2 separate regions of the Zea mays genome follow, and region 2 is linked to region 1. Evidence: chromatin contacts called from public Hi-C data. All regions are on one chromosome and are shown on one strand. The core of a region is the stretch at or near the end of the contact, and the rest is flanking DNA. Distances in the headings are between cores, read along the strand shown.

Region 1 (7,301 bases), core at 1,933-4,432:
GTGCCTTATAAAAGTGCCCTAAAAATTTAAAATAGATATATTTTATAGTGGGTACCAAGAAAAAATTAAGCTCCAACAGTAAAGCCCCAAATCAAATGATTAACCGAAATCTGTTAATTTATTCCGTTCGTTTGGAAAGGAAGTTTTGTGAAGGGTCCGTAGGTTAGATCTAGATAAGGTGCATTATATTTATGGCACTTTAGGAGATGACCTATATTTTTTTGATAATTTTTTGTAAAATAGGGTACTGATGGAGCAGTTTTTTTTGTTGCTTGAGCTCTATAATTTAATTTGGGGGCACTGAGATAAGTCACTATTGGAGATGCTCTAAGACCATCTCCAGCAGCTTACTCATATCCATATTCAAACTACACTATACAAACAGTGCAACATACAATGTAAAATGGTGTAAGACAGTGTTTTTGGTCACCATATGGTGAACTGATGTACATTGTATCCATATGGCCACCCAAAACATTGTTTTGCACTGTATATTGCACTGTTTGTAGAGTATAGTTTGAATATGGGTATGAGTATGAGTAAGCTGCCGGAGATAGTCTAAACCCCCAATATATAGACAAGAACAATAATTCACACTTTACTTTGCTATTGCTAGTTCTGATTTAATTGCCTTGTCCACTTCACTAACTAGGGTTGGAAGAACTGCAAGAATTGGTGAGAAGGGGGAGGCTCTCCTCTTTATGCAACCTATTGAACTCGACTACTTGAAAGATCTGGAGTTACACGGTGTATCACTGACAGAATATCCCTTGCAAAGGGTTTTGGATAGTTTTCCTGTAAATGGACAGAAACCTCACAAAAGGAAGCAAATATCCTTAGACATGCATCCCTGCATAATGTCTCTGCAGAGGTCACTCGAGGGTTTCGTTGCAGCTGAGGTAATGCACATTCTACCTTTTCCTTCCAGTGTGACTTAGATAACACGTTTCACCTTTCAGTGATCGAGAACTTGCACACGTGAAACGCTTGTGCTGATTATTTGTTATGAAATATCGTAGACTAGGCTTTAAGCAATGGATATCGATTAACATATTCTGACGTTCTCATCCAGGACGCAACGAAGAAGCTTGCCAGAGATGCCTTCTGTTCCTGGGTTCGTGCCTACACTGCTCACCGAGGTGAACTGAAGAAAATTTTCATGGTGAAGAAGCTCCACCTGGGCCATGTAGCGAGGAGCTTCGGGCTAAAGGAGCAGCCGTCGCTGGTTGGAAGGTCACATCAGGTGTCTCTTAAAAAGCGGAAGAAAGAGCAGAAGCGCGAGCGGCCTGCCAAAAGGAGGAAGCTCCCCTCCAAGAAGTGAATTTGCACACCCGGAATGCTGCATCGCTTGACTTCGGATCATGACGCCCGCCATTTTTGCGACCGACAACCGTGGTGGCCTATGCCTCGGTCTGTAGACTATTGACATGAGCTATTTTTGTTCGCGATATTACATGTAGAAATGTAGGAACTATAGCAACAAATGCACAATCACATTGTTCGCTGCAGCAGCTGTTTGTTGATGTGAGATCATCTGTTACTATTATTATTTTAGTATCCGCTTGGGTTTCTCTTAAATCTCACGCCTGCTTTTGTTCTACTGTACTGTATAAATATTGCAGTTTACAGTGCAAAATTAAAATTAAGTTTTATACGCTCCTTTATATGGTCTGCTGGAGATGCTATGATAAGATTATTTTCAGTGATGCTTTTATGGTGGTTTTATGCACATTTAATAATATGTCATATAAGATTTTAGATGATATGACACAACATTTATAAGGAACGTGTTTTATGGGGATGAAATTAGTTTCACGGAGATGAAACTATGTCAACTCTGTGATCAAGAATCTGAGTCAAAAGATCATTTATTTGTTGGCTGTGCTTTTGTATGAGAGTTTTGGTTTAGATTGCTTAGACAAGTTAACCTCAAAGGAATTGCTCCCTAGCCAAGTGAGGGGATGGCTATGGAATGGTGGAGAAGAGCAAGCGAGCAGGTAAAGGTATAGATCAAAAGGGGCTTAATTCCTTAATCATCCTTATGTTTTGGACCATCCTGAAACATATGAACAGCTGCATCTTCGATAAGATCACCCCTAGAGATGGCAATGGGTACCCGAAACCCGAAACCCGATGGGTTTTTACCCCATTAGGGTACGGGTTTGGGTCAATTTTCATACCCATGGGTTTGTTAATGGGCATAAATCTATACCCAGCGGGTTTATGGGTACGGGTTTGTTCCTATAGTACCCAAACCCGTGAACCCGTGGGTTTTTTAAACCCGACCAAACCTAGTGCATATTGTCATTTTATTTTATAAACGAACAACAAACTTGTAATTCCTTATTTACTTCATAATTTTTATCAATTGGTGAATGTATCAGTAGTCGGTGAGAGTGTTGCTTGCTTGCTATTATAGTTTTTACTAGCGTTATATATGTGGTGGATGGATAACTTAGTGCAAGGTCACTTAATTATACAACTTATTATTTGTATTTCATTTTCTCTACTAATAATTTTTATACCAAATCATGAACTCGTTGTTCATTACATACATTTTGGATCATGATATCATTTATCATTACGATACTTATTGATTATGAGAAGAACAAGTATATTAGAGATGAAACCCGCGGGTAACCCATGGGTACCCGCAAACCCGATGGGTACGGGTTTGGGCAAAATCTCAAACCCGTCATGGGTATGGGTTTTTTAATGGGCATAGATATTTTTTACGGGTACGGGTTTGGGACGGCAAAACCCAGCGGGTTTGTACCCGTTGCCATCTTAGTATTACAAAAATTCTCATGGAGAACCATCAGCCCGATTATTGTTCGCCCATTAATTTTGGGGAACTAATCAGGCAGCCAGGAGCCAGCTGTTCACATTGCTCTACCCATCAATATACAAATGCTGCAGTGTCACTGTCAGAGTAAATAATTAGACCCTCAATCACTTGCAAACTTTGACTCTCATTTTCATAAACTACCTATTCAGTATTCACGTTACTGTGTGGGCCTTTCGTCTCTAGGTTTATGTACGTACTGGTACTTGATTACTTACAATATCTTCAGCAGTACAGTCTGTACAGAGAAGCAAAGGGTGGAAAGTTAGCTGCAATGCTGTGATCAGGTAGGTGACCTGAGCTATTCTTCCCGTAGCGCAAAGTCTGCACGGATCAAACAAGGCAAATTCCAGAAGCCATTGCCTGTCGGCCCGCTCCAACGTGCTCCTCGCCATGTGGGCTCTTTACGACTTGAGATCCCACATGGGGCTCTTTACGACTTGAGATCCCACATGCCAGAGTGAGGCAGTGACCGCAACGCCTGCGCCAAAGTGAAACTGAACCAGACGATCCAGCTGCTCCACTACCACAACCGCCTCCCCCTCGCCGCGCCTCCAGCTCCAGCAGGAGCAGCTACGCCGTCACGCGAGCTCACGGGCCGGAGCCTCGGAGGTCGGAAGCAGAACGACCACGCGCCAAGCCTGTCTCTCGTTCGGGGATTCTAGTGCCGGCTACTCTCAGCGGGGCCACTTGGAGCAGGCGGCATTCGCTCCGTACTGCTGCTGATTTGGTGAGCGCGGGGAGCCGCGGGATGGGAGATCTGGTGGAGGCGGCGGCTGTGGCGTGATGGTGAGCCCGGGCGGCCCGTCGCGCGTAGCTCTGCGGGGCGGCGTTGGCGGGCCCGGGAGCCCGCGCGTCTCTTCTTCTTCTGCCGCGACCGCTTTTGCGGCGCTACGGCGCAGGTGGCGGTGGGCGCCCTCGGGCGCGCCGACGCTGGAGCGCGCGGCCCGCGCGTTCCTCCTGGCCTCCGCGGCGCTCGTGCTCGCCTGCGCGCTCTACCTCTACGTGCTCCGCTACGTCGGCCGGGGAGGTCGCGCCTTCGCCGCCGCGGGCTTCGTCGGGGGCTCCGTCCTGGGCCTCGGCGGCGAGGCGTGCGATGTGTTCGACGGCGCATGGGTACCCGACGACACCGGCCGCCACCCGCTATACAACAGCTCCGAGTGCCCGTTCGCGGAGCGCGGGTTCGACTGCCTCGCCAACGGGCGGAACGACACTGGGTACCTCAAGTGGCGGTGGAAGCCGCGGCGGTGTGAAGTGCCGCAGTTTGCGGCCCGCACCGCGCTGGAGCGGCTGCGCGGGAAGCGGGTGGTGTTCGTGGGGGACTCCATGAGCCGCACACAGTGGGAGTCCTTCATCTGCATGCTCATGGCCGGCGTGGATGACCCCAGGACGGTCTTCGAGGTGAACGGAAACGAGATCACCAAGACGATACGACACCTGGCGGTCCGGTTCGCGTCGCACGGCCTCACCGTCGAATTCTTCCGGTCCGTGTTCCTCGTGCAGGAGCATCCTGCCCCACGGCATGCCCCCAAGAGGGTCAAATCCACGTTGAGGCTGGACAGGATGGATAGTTTCAGCCGGAAATGGGTGAATTCGGACGTACTGATTTTCAATACTGGGCATTGGTGGACGCCGACCAAATTGTTTGATAGGTAAGGTGCCTTGCATTGATTTACTGTGCCTTTTAGCTCTAACTTGAAAATGTGTAGTTGTTTCCGTATTGCCAATTCCTGCTTTGCCGTTCACATTTCTTTTCCTTTTCTTTTTCGGGTGAATCATTTACATTTTCTTAGGATTGAATACTCTACGTTCATGGTTGAATAGGCAGTGATGCATTTCTTCTTTTTTTTTCAGAAAAAGACTGAAGGAATATTTGTGTTGTGTTCACTTCGATGCTTTGGCTGCTGCTCAGTATTTTTAATACCCTACCTTATTTTATAAATAGAATCCTAGCTCATATTCTAGTTAGAAGTAGAGTTTGATACATCTTGGATATTGGGGAATGATGCATCTCTCTATTTCACATAGGTTCCAATAATGTAGCAAAAACTCGGGGTCAGGGTGGGGGCCTGGGGGGCCACAAATCGAGGGGAAAATGCGAGTTCCTTGCATATCTTTTTCTATACCATCTTTTTTCTTAGTACCTGGTAAGATCATATGATTGAATCATATTTGCTTTTGATGACATCTACCAATTGGTACGGTCTTACATGATGACATTCTTGAAATGTCAATGTTAAAATTACCAACTTGGCGGTTTCATCTGCCCGATGTTCGATATGTGCTTTCCATTCAGCATTTTTCCGTTTATTTCCAGGGAATACTGTGTTCATATCATTTTTACCATCTTCAGATTTTAACATAGCATCATTGTGTTACTTTTGACATGGACCTTTTTATCTTCATGTTCTCTGCTCTAAGTGGTGTGCAAGTACAAATGTAACTGAAACACAATTTTAATATTTTTTCTTTTTACCTGGTCTTCTCAACAGGGGTTGCTATTTTCTGGCAGGACGTTCTCTTAAATTAGGTACATCCAGCAATGCTGGTTTTAGGATGGCACTGAAGACCTGGGCCTCATGGGTACTAAAAAGAGTTGATTTAAACCGAACACATGTCTTCTTTCGCACATATGAGCCATCTCATTGGGGGTAAGTTTTATAAAAAAAAAATCAAACTCTGAAAGATTCCTATGGTTGTCAGGCATTTGAATCTCATGAAAAAACATCTAAAGATGTTAATTAGATTCTTAAAAGATTGTTGTGATCCACATACCTTGATATAATTGTCATCCATATTAGATGATATACTGATATTGTTATGGTCGCTAGATCGGTGAGGGATTGGAGAGGGGTATCGATGGGCAGGAACGTCGGCCGGGGGGCTCTGCCCACGGCCGAGTAAGAGGAGGGTTTCTCCCTTCTAATTCTTGCCTACTTTATTTATCATCCATTGGTTACATAAATAGGCCTGCTGTCCGGCCCTATCTAGCTAGAGATCCTTATCTCCTTAAAACTCTCCTAAAAACTCTCAACAACTAACAACTACTAACTGATAACCTTCCTAGATAATCTCAACTAATCTCATAGATAATCTCAACTAATCTTCTAATCTTATTTCTAACTATCCTTATCTAATCCCTTTGGAGGGCCCATGGCTGCTGCTGCCGCAGCCCCTCCGTGAGCCTCCTTAGGCCCTGACACTACACCCCTCCTAGACAAGCAACTCGTCCTCGAGCTGTAGCATGAAGGATGCTCAAAGACCGAGTCTACTTGACCCAAAATCAGACACCTAGAAGACAAGCCTTTTACATATCGGCTTATCTTATTATTCTGAATCTGAATTTTTTTGACCCTATAAGATAAGACGGACACCCTCCGCGCATTGGACTTGCACGTGTGCAGCCACCTGGATCCCATGGACGCCATCTGGACGAAAGAGGAGCACATGGACGGGCACCTGGAATAGGTCGCAACAATAACCAGCGGAGGCGCCCTCGTGGCGGCCGGTAGCGGAATATGGTGGCGCTAAATAGTGCGCCCTTGCTGATAACGAGGGGAGTGCCTTCTCTACCGCCGCTGTCGTAGAGTTGAAGTTCGTCGCCCGCGGGACACGTACCATGCTCGCACTTGGAGATAGTGGCCCAGTGTCGCTGCTGATGGACGTCTGACTGGGCGAGGTCGCGCCCCCGTGTGCCGAGGTCAACCGTCACCAAGGCTGCCTCGAGCATCTGCTGGCGCACCCGCACTCTCCGTCGTGCAAGGAAGCCACGAGCAGCAGCTTGTATGCCCACAGTCGCCGACGTCTGGAGCCGTGCGGACAACGTCAGCTGGTGCTGCTCATGTTGCACTGCTGCCTTGATTTGCAGCAGCCCTTGCTCAACCTTCTGGAGCGTGGCTTGCATCTTTGCGAGATCAACCCTTATGTTGGTCCACAAGTCCCCCATCGATGGAGCTGCTGATTGTTGAGCCGTGGCTGCCTGTAGTGGTGTCGTCCATGGGGACGGAGACGCCGTGAACGAAGATGATGTGACGAAATTTGGCCTTGTCCCTAGAGATGGGCACGCCGGCATTCAGGATGTGGTGACAAAATTGGCAGGCGATGCTGCCCATGGAGATGGGGACACCGGTTGCCAGGATGGCGTGACGAAGGTAGCATGCGTCGCAGCCCATGGAGATGGGGACGTCGGTTGCCAGGACGGCGTGACGAAGGTGACATGCGACGCAGTCCATGGAGATGGGGACGCCGGTTGCTAGGATGACGCCGCAGAATTGGCAGCAGAAGCCATGGGATCAGATCGAAACCCAAGCTAGCCGATACCAGATGTTATGGTCGCTAGATCGGTGAGGGATTGGAGAGGGGTATCGATGGGCAGGAACGTCGGCCGGGGGCCCTTGTCCACGGCCGAGCAAGAGGAGGGTTTCTCCCTTCTAAGTCTTTCCTATTTTATTTCTCA
Region 2 (7,301 bases), core at 1,667-4,166, 720 kb before region 1:
CAACACTCCAAGACACAAATCAAAGACTCCGATCCAATCAAAGTCCATAATTCAACTCTAGTATTTTAGGACTTGTGAGAAGATCGTCTTGTATTCTTTGTTGCTCTTGTTACTTGGTTGGCTTTCTTCTTTCTCTCATTCTTACTCTCAAAGCCTTGTAAGCGAAGCAAGAAACACCGATTGTGTGGTGGTCCTTACGGGGTCTAAGTGACCCGGGAAATCAAGGAAGAAAGCTCACTCGGTCTAAGTGACCGTTTGAAAGAGGGAAAGGGTTGAAAGAGACCCGGTCTTTGTGACCACCTCAATGGGGACTAGGTTCTTTGGAACCAAACCTCGGTAAAACAAATCACCATGTCATCCGCTTCATATTCTTCGTAGATTTGTTTTCCTCTCTTTCTCTCGGACTCGGATTTTATTCTAACGCTAACCCCAGCTTGTAGTGTGTTTAAAGTTGTAAATTTCAGTTTCCGCCTATCCACCCCCCTCTAGGCGACTTTCACTCATCCAATGTAGTTGTGCACAACACTAACCTACGACAACATACTCGGCCTCGGCGGTGGATAGGGCAACACATGTTTGTTTCTTTGAGCTCCAAGACACTAGGGACCTTCCTAGAAACGGGCAAGTCCCTGAAGTGCTCTTCCTATCAACCTTGCACCCGACATAGTTGGAGTCTAAATATCCAATCAAGTCAAAGGTAGACCCCTTAGGATACCGGAGCCTGATGTAAGGCGTGTGAACTAAATATCGAAGAATACGCTTCACAGCCACAAGGTGACATTTCTTGGGGCCGGATTGAAATCTAGCACATATACAAACAAAAAGCATAATACCCGATCTACTTGCACAGAGATAAAGCAAGGGTCCTATCATAGACCGGTATACCTTTTGATCTACGGACTTACCACCTGTGTTAAGGTCCAGATGCCTGTCAGTTCCCATTAGCGTCTTAGCAAGCTTTGCATCCTTCATCCCAAACTTCTTTAGGATATATTGTGTGTACTTTGTTTGGGAGATGAATGTCCCTTCCTTGTGTTGTTTCACTTGAAATCTGAGGAAGTAATTCAACTCTCCCATCATGGACATCTCGAACTTCTGCACCATCACCCTGCTAAACTCCTCACATGACTTTTGATCAGTAGAACCAAATATTATGTCAATGACATATATTTGGCATATAAACAAATCACCACTACAAGTCTTAGTGAAAAGAGTAGGATCAACTTTCCAGACATTGAAAGCATTAGAAATAAGAAAATGTCTAAGGCATTCATACCATGCTATTGGGCATATTTCCCTTTCAGCAACCCTGCGATACGGAGCGAACAACCGAGTCTCGTCTGAGTAACTCACGAGGCGGAGCGAACGACCAACTTTATACCAAGCAACCCCATGAGGCAGGGCAAACGACTAGGTCTTGTGTCAATCTAATCGGCATAAGGGAAGGGTCGACCCAATGCTCTAGACCCACGTCAGCGTGATAACACACGTCATCACCAAACCATGTCCGGGCCTCAGCGTTGGAGTCTCTACAGTGACCCGCATATCGAAAAGGACACGGCATATATACCATATCGGGTGCATGTATACGCCAATAGGTGACGCATGCCTATGACGACAGGCGAAACTGTGCTACGCACGACCGTACCATGAGCCTGATCCGTAGGACCCGCCGCGTACCGCTACAAAGGCGTCAGCGATGGACTCACTATAGGAGCCAGAGTAATGGACGACCGACGATGCCATACTGGGAGTACGACTGCCCTCGACCCTACGGAGGACCCACCACGACAACCGGAAGAGCCGATCTTTCTCTCTAGTAGGAAACAAGTCTCCCCTGTAAGGTCCTACCCTTGAGATCTAAAAGGGCAGGACCCCTCCTTCTTCATACACAAGCACACTTGTTGTAACATGCTTCAAGCAATACTACGATCAACACTAAACTGGAATAGGGTGCGAGCCCGAACCAGTATAACGCTGTGTCTCAAATTTTTCATTGAGTCCAAGTGATTCACCTTTCGAAGTGAGTCTGTGCTAGCACCCCATGCCGAACACAAATCTTATTGTCCCCCGGTTCCCGAAACCACGACACCATGTCTCTTAGCTCCACTTTACATGCGGGTTTCACTTATGAACCAAGCTCTACCATATTATATGGATATTGACCTTATTTATTGATCTATCTTCCAACTTCATTTTTCCGATCCAGTCTAATAGGGCTATTCGCTTCGGATTAAAGCCGACTGTTTGGACTACTGCAACTACAATCCATAGAGACAAAAGTACTGCAGAAGCAGTAGAAACCAGTACGAATTAAAGCAAGCGAACATGCTTACATGTGGGTTGAGTCCCTAGATAACATACGAAAGTGCTCCAACCCACCTATTAGGGTCTTGTGAGTTGAAGTGTCTTTAGGTACCCTGGTATATATTCTTAATAGATCTTAGAACTATGGTGCAGTTGATCCATAATGAATCTTAGATTCAGATTTTTTGTTGTTGTTGTGGAGATCTACCCAACAATCCATTAGTATATCCCTTATATATGCTTCTTTGGATAAGTGGTAAAATAATAAAAGCCCTTTTTATTATGTTATTATAGATTGGATTATTCTTTTCATAGCTATTCTAAATATTCATATTTTTTATAAAATTATTTAGTATTCGATATAAAATAAATAAATAAATACTCTTATTTTTTTCTTGAAAAATCAAAATTTCCCCAGCTATGGTGGGGTCAAGCTTGAACTCTCTTTTGAGGCGACAGTGCAGTCAGTGCTGTCGACGCTCTACTGACAGTCTGACACCTGCCACGATTCACACTCACACACAGGTCCACTGCAGGCTGCAGTGCTGCACACCGCCGCCTGGAACGAAGCCCCTCTTCGGAATCCACCTACACGCCCCGTCGGCGGTCCCTCGCCCGCATCGCTAGTTCGGCACACGGAGTTTATAAACCCCTCTGCAGTCTGCACGAATAATCCCCAACCCGGCTCTCGGCTCCTCTAGTCCTTTTCTCGCATTGCATTTACTGCGGCATCTTTGCGTCGGATTCGGTTCCCCTCGATTCCTCTCCCGTTGATTGCCTCGCCGGGTCCGGGGTCACCGGCCGGCGGGGGTTGATTGGGTCGGCGGTTATGGGGAAAGGGGCGAGGAGGCGCAGCCGTGCGTCTGGCGCCGGCGGGGGTGGACACGGGAGCAAGCGCCCGCGGCGGGCCGAGGAGGAGGAACAGGAGGAAGAGGAAATGGAACCGCTGGTGGGGGAGGAGGAGGAGGTGGCGGCGCTGGAGGGGGAGGACTATTGCTTCGTCTGCAAGGACGGCGGTGACCTCCGCGTCTGCGATTTCAGGTTCGCCCCCCTACCCCTCCGACGGGCCCCAGTACTTCCCTCGTCTCATCTCATGATCCCGCATGAGCAGCATGCTTTGGGTTTTGGTAATCTACAAGTCGGGAGGATTTCTGTGTGATGGTGAGCGCTGTGGCATTGCTAGAGCAGGTTTAGGGACCGTGTGGAATGCAGCAATTTTACTGGAACTGGAAGCGGTTCAATTTCACATGGGGAAAGCAACAGGAAAAAAATCCCGCTTTCCAAACAGGTAGTTTTTTTTTGTGCTCTGCAAACTTTGACCAGCGACGCTCCTGTTGGTACCACTATAAGACCGGATGCCTCTATTGCCGTTGATCCTTGATTCCTTGTATTCATTGTTAGAGCTGCAGCTCTAGGTTGAAACTGAAAATTTTGTCAGTGCCAGCATTTGCTTTTTCATGGGCGTGTGTTGTCATTTGCTCATCATTCAAATATCCAGTCACCATTTCTGTTACCCTGTTTTCCCTTATAAATAGCAAGCGGTGGGGTTGTCATTAGCAAAAGGTTGCTGGTTTAACATTGCAGTAGACAATAGATATTGCCTTATCCCTTTGGTGTCAAGGCATTATCAATTGTTCATCTCTATGGAGTCAAATCACTTTGTTTCATTGCTGATTTGCTGTAGTACATATTCGTGTTCCTGAGATTTTCAAAACTTTTTTTCTCAGGGGCTGCCAGAAAGCTTACCATCCTGCTTGCGTGGGGAAAGATAGCGGCTTCCTCAATTCAGATGAAGAATTCATCTGTGGTAAGCATTTCATTATTCTTTGTTTAAACTTCCTATGAGTGTCCATTGTAGTTGTGAAAATGCATGCTTCTGCGCCAGGGAACATAATGGCTTACTGAAAGTTGGCATATCTCATAGTGTCATTACCTTCCTTTTTGATAAAGTTCCATAGGCTTAAACATTGTTCGGTCTTTCTTATTTTTTCTTCTACTTCTTACTCTGGGTATCCTATATTCCTATATAAGGGACTGCAATATGCAGCTCAATATTGGGAAATCAGAGTTTTGGAAAATAGAAATCTTTCAATTTTCCAGGTGGTCAGCTAATTGGGTAAATGCATAAATGAGTTAATTTCTTAATTGGGCACATGATCAAACCTAAATACCTAATGCTTATAACTGGGAAAGCTACCTCAGTTGTAAGTTTGTAACTTGAATTTGGTTGAGTTTTGTGGATTAAATTTTCATATTTTGTTATATTCCGCAGTATATTATTAATTATCGTGATTTTGACTAAACTATACTTTGCAGAATGGCATACTTGCTTTATTTGTAAAGGGCGTTCACGTTATTATTGCTTTTGCTGTCCGTGGCAAGCCTTTTGTCAAAATTGCGTGAAACAAGCAGAATTCGTCCCAGTCTTGAGGAAGACAAAGGGATTCTGCACCAACTGTTTAAGGATGGCAATCATGATTGAGAAGAATGTTGATGTTGACTCCGATGGGGTAACTACCTGCAGGATCTGCGTGCAAAATTATTAGTTTTCTCTACTGTCTCTCATGCCATCAATTGCTCCTGTTTTACTATTGTTTGTCTTCTCCCTTTCGTCATCTGTAACTAGCTGATAATAGTGTATACTGGGTTTCAGCTTTGGAAATGCCCTACAATTGCTGTTTAACAGCATATTTCTTCAATATAGTCGTCTGTGTTATTTGGTTCTGTATTGCTGTTTTGTAGTTTTTTTGGGTGGAAATTAACCTAATGTAATTTAATGTTTCCCTAAACATTTACTGATACTTCACCTCTCTAGTTAATCTATCGTTATGCTTTAACATATCTTATAAGCTTATGCACTACTAATAATTGTTGGTTGTGGTATTTTGTTTGTTCATATCGTCTTGAGAATCAAGATCACTTATTCCTTTTGAGCCACTAGTAATTATTAGTTTGCAAAAGGGCCTCTATCTGAGTTGGTTAGGTGGTCTTAGTAGCACTCCTTAGTTCATGAGTCTGACTCCCCGTTGGAGCTAATTTCAGGTTGGGGTTAAAAAAATCCCCTCCTTTGTCACACGACAAAGCATAGGTCTAAGGCCTGGCCTTGGTCGTGGTCGTTCTCATGGTCTATGGAGCCGCTGTGTATGGGTGGGATAGGGGTTCAGAGGTTTTCTGGAGCTGTGTGAGAAGGTCTTCTTCTTAATTCAATACCAAGGGTTGTCTTAACCCCCGCAGATCGAGTAATTATTCGCTTAATGTTGCAGCTGGTCTCTACCAGTGTTGTGTAACATGCGTGTCTCTTACAGTGTAGTTGCTTGCATGATAGATAGTTATATTGTAGAACAAATTTCTTTGTATAATTAACCTAGGGTAGATTAAGACTTAAACTTTGTGAACAATCTATTTGAGTCAAGTCAGCCTGAGTCTCTTCCATTGACTTCAGTTGAATCTATGTTTTCTCACTCCCCTTTTGTACTGTGTTTTATAGGAGAGGGTTGATTTCAATGACAGGGCAACTTATGAATTTTTATTCAAGGAGTATTGGGAGGAGATAGTTAAAGGCAAGGAGAGCATGACTCTGGATAAGCTTGAAAAAGCATATGCTTTTCTGAAAGAAAAACTAAACTGCAAACAAGATCTAGATTTAGAAAAGGTTCATGATGAAGAACACAGTTCAGATGATGATTTTGTGGGCAATAGTGATGACGACGATGACAACAAGCCATCTTCCACAACCAAATTTAATGGAACATCGAATACAATGAAATTCTTCCTGAGGGAAGATAGGCCAATGAAGAATGGCTATGTGGGCTGGGGTTCAAAAGAGCTCATGGAGTTCCTTTCCTCTATAGGCAAAGATACATTGAATTCCCTAGATCAACATGGTGCTACTGAAGTTGTGAAGGTGTACATTCAACAAAAAGGTCTCTTAGCAAGAGATAAGAAAAAACTTGTCATATGTGATGACAAGCTCAAGATTTTGTTTAGGAGATCAAAAGTGAGGTACAACAGGATATATAGCTTGTTAGGTAAGCATATTGCTGTGAATATGACATCAGAGGATGAAACTTTTGCTAACTCTGATGATAACAATGAAACATTTGTGAGAAAGAAAGCTCGTATTGGGAACTACAGTTCCAGTACTCCAAAGTGTACTCCAGAAATAAACAAGAGATGTTTTGCTGCTCTTGTTCGCCATAACATTGATTTAATCTACTTGAAGAAATCTTTGGTTGTGGATCTACTAAGGGAGCCGGATACATTTGGCAGCAAAGTTATTGGCTGTTTTGTGAGAATAAAGATTGATCTCAACGATTATAGTTTCTACATGCATAAAAAGGTGCACCAACATAGAAAGTTGTATCAGCTTGGACTAGTAACAGGTAATGCTTAACTTTTAGCACTCCAATTGTGAGCTAACGCCATTCTTTGCTTCAATGCTTCATTGCTTGCATCTTTGCTATTCATCCAGCAGATGTCTATAAATCTGCTTCTCATGCATGATGTTTCTATTCTGTTGTGAAATCAGTCTCTGCGAGTTAAATAAAAAAATTAGTGGATTCCATATTTCCATATATAAATATTACATGCTCTCTAGCTTTTAGCAATGAGATATTTGTTTGCTATCTACTCACATAAGATATGCAAACAGGCACCAGTAAATCCCCTGAAGAATACAAGATAAATGATGTATCAACAGATATTCTTTTATGTATTTCCAGCATACCTGACATCAAAATTTCAAGTTTGTCAGATGAAGAATACGAAGAGGTATGATTTACTGTGACTTTGTGTGTTCCAGCAGCTATAGATGGGCAGGCTGTGTTAGGGAACAGAGGTATACCTACACTTTTTTGGGAAAAAATGTTTATTTTTTATGAAAAGTAAATATATATCCTATCAAACTGCATTTTTTGTTATTCTCATTCAGAATAATAGTTTCCTCCATGTATCACTTAATATTTTCCCTTGCATTCATAATGTTGAGCAAAACA

The links. Hi-C and Micro-C count contacts between places; a contact is called where the count stands out from the background.
Region 2: a contact with region 1 is called in a Hi-C map of ear, with 1.8 times the contacts expected there. The contact joins the promoter of LOC100216926 here to the promoter of LOC109941581 in region 1. A contact is called at or near these places in 2 of 25 Hi-C or Micro-C datasets (bundle sheath and ear).

What each region holds. Positions count from the first base shown.
Region 1 is chr8:104,571,121-104,578,421 of Zm-B73-REFERENCE-NAM-5.0, reverse strand. It overlaps LOC109941581 (protein trichome berefringence-like 7), which reads left to right and starts at 3,182. Exons shown (of 3, transcript XM_020542693.2): 1 at 3,182-4,497. The coding sequence starts at 3,632. LOC100382837 reads left to right here. Exons shown (of 10, transcript NM_001175534.1): 9 at 653-899; 10 at 1,073-1,575. The coding sequence ends at 1,321.
Region 2 is chr8:105,289,174-105,296,474 of Zm-B73-REFERENCE-NAM-5.0, reverse strand. LOC100216926 (zinc ion binding) reads left to right here and starts at 2,916. Exons shown (of 17, transcript NM_001354474.1): 1 at 2,916-3,348; 2 at 4,035-4,114; 3 at 4,624-4,817; 4 at 5,795-6,689; 5 at 6,959-7,077. The coding sequence starts at 3,137.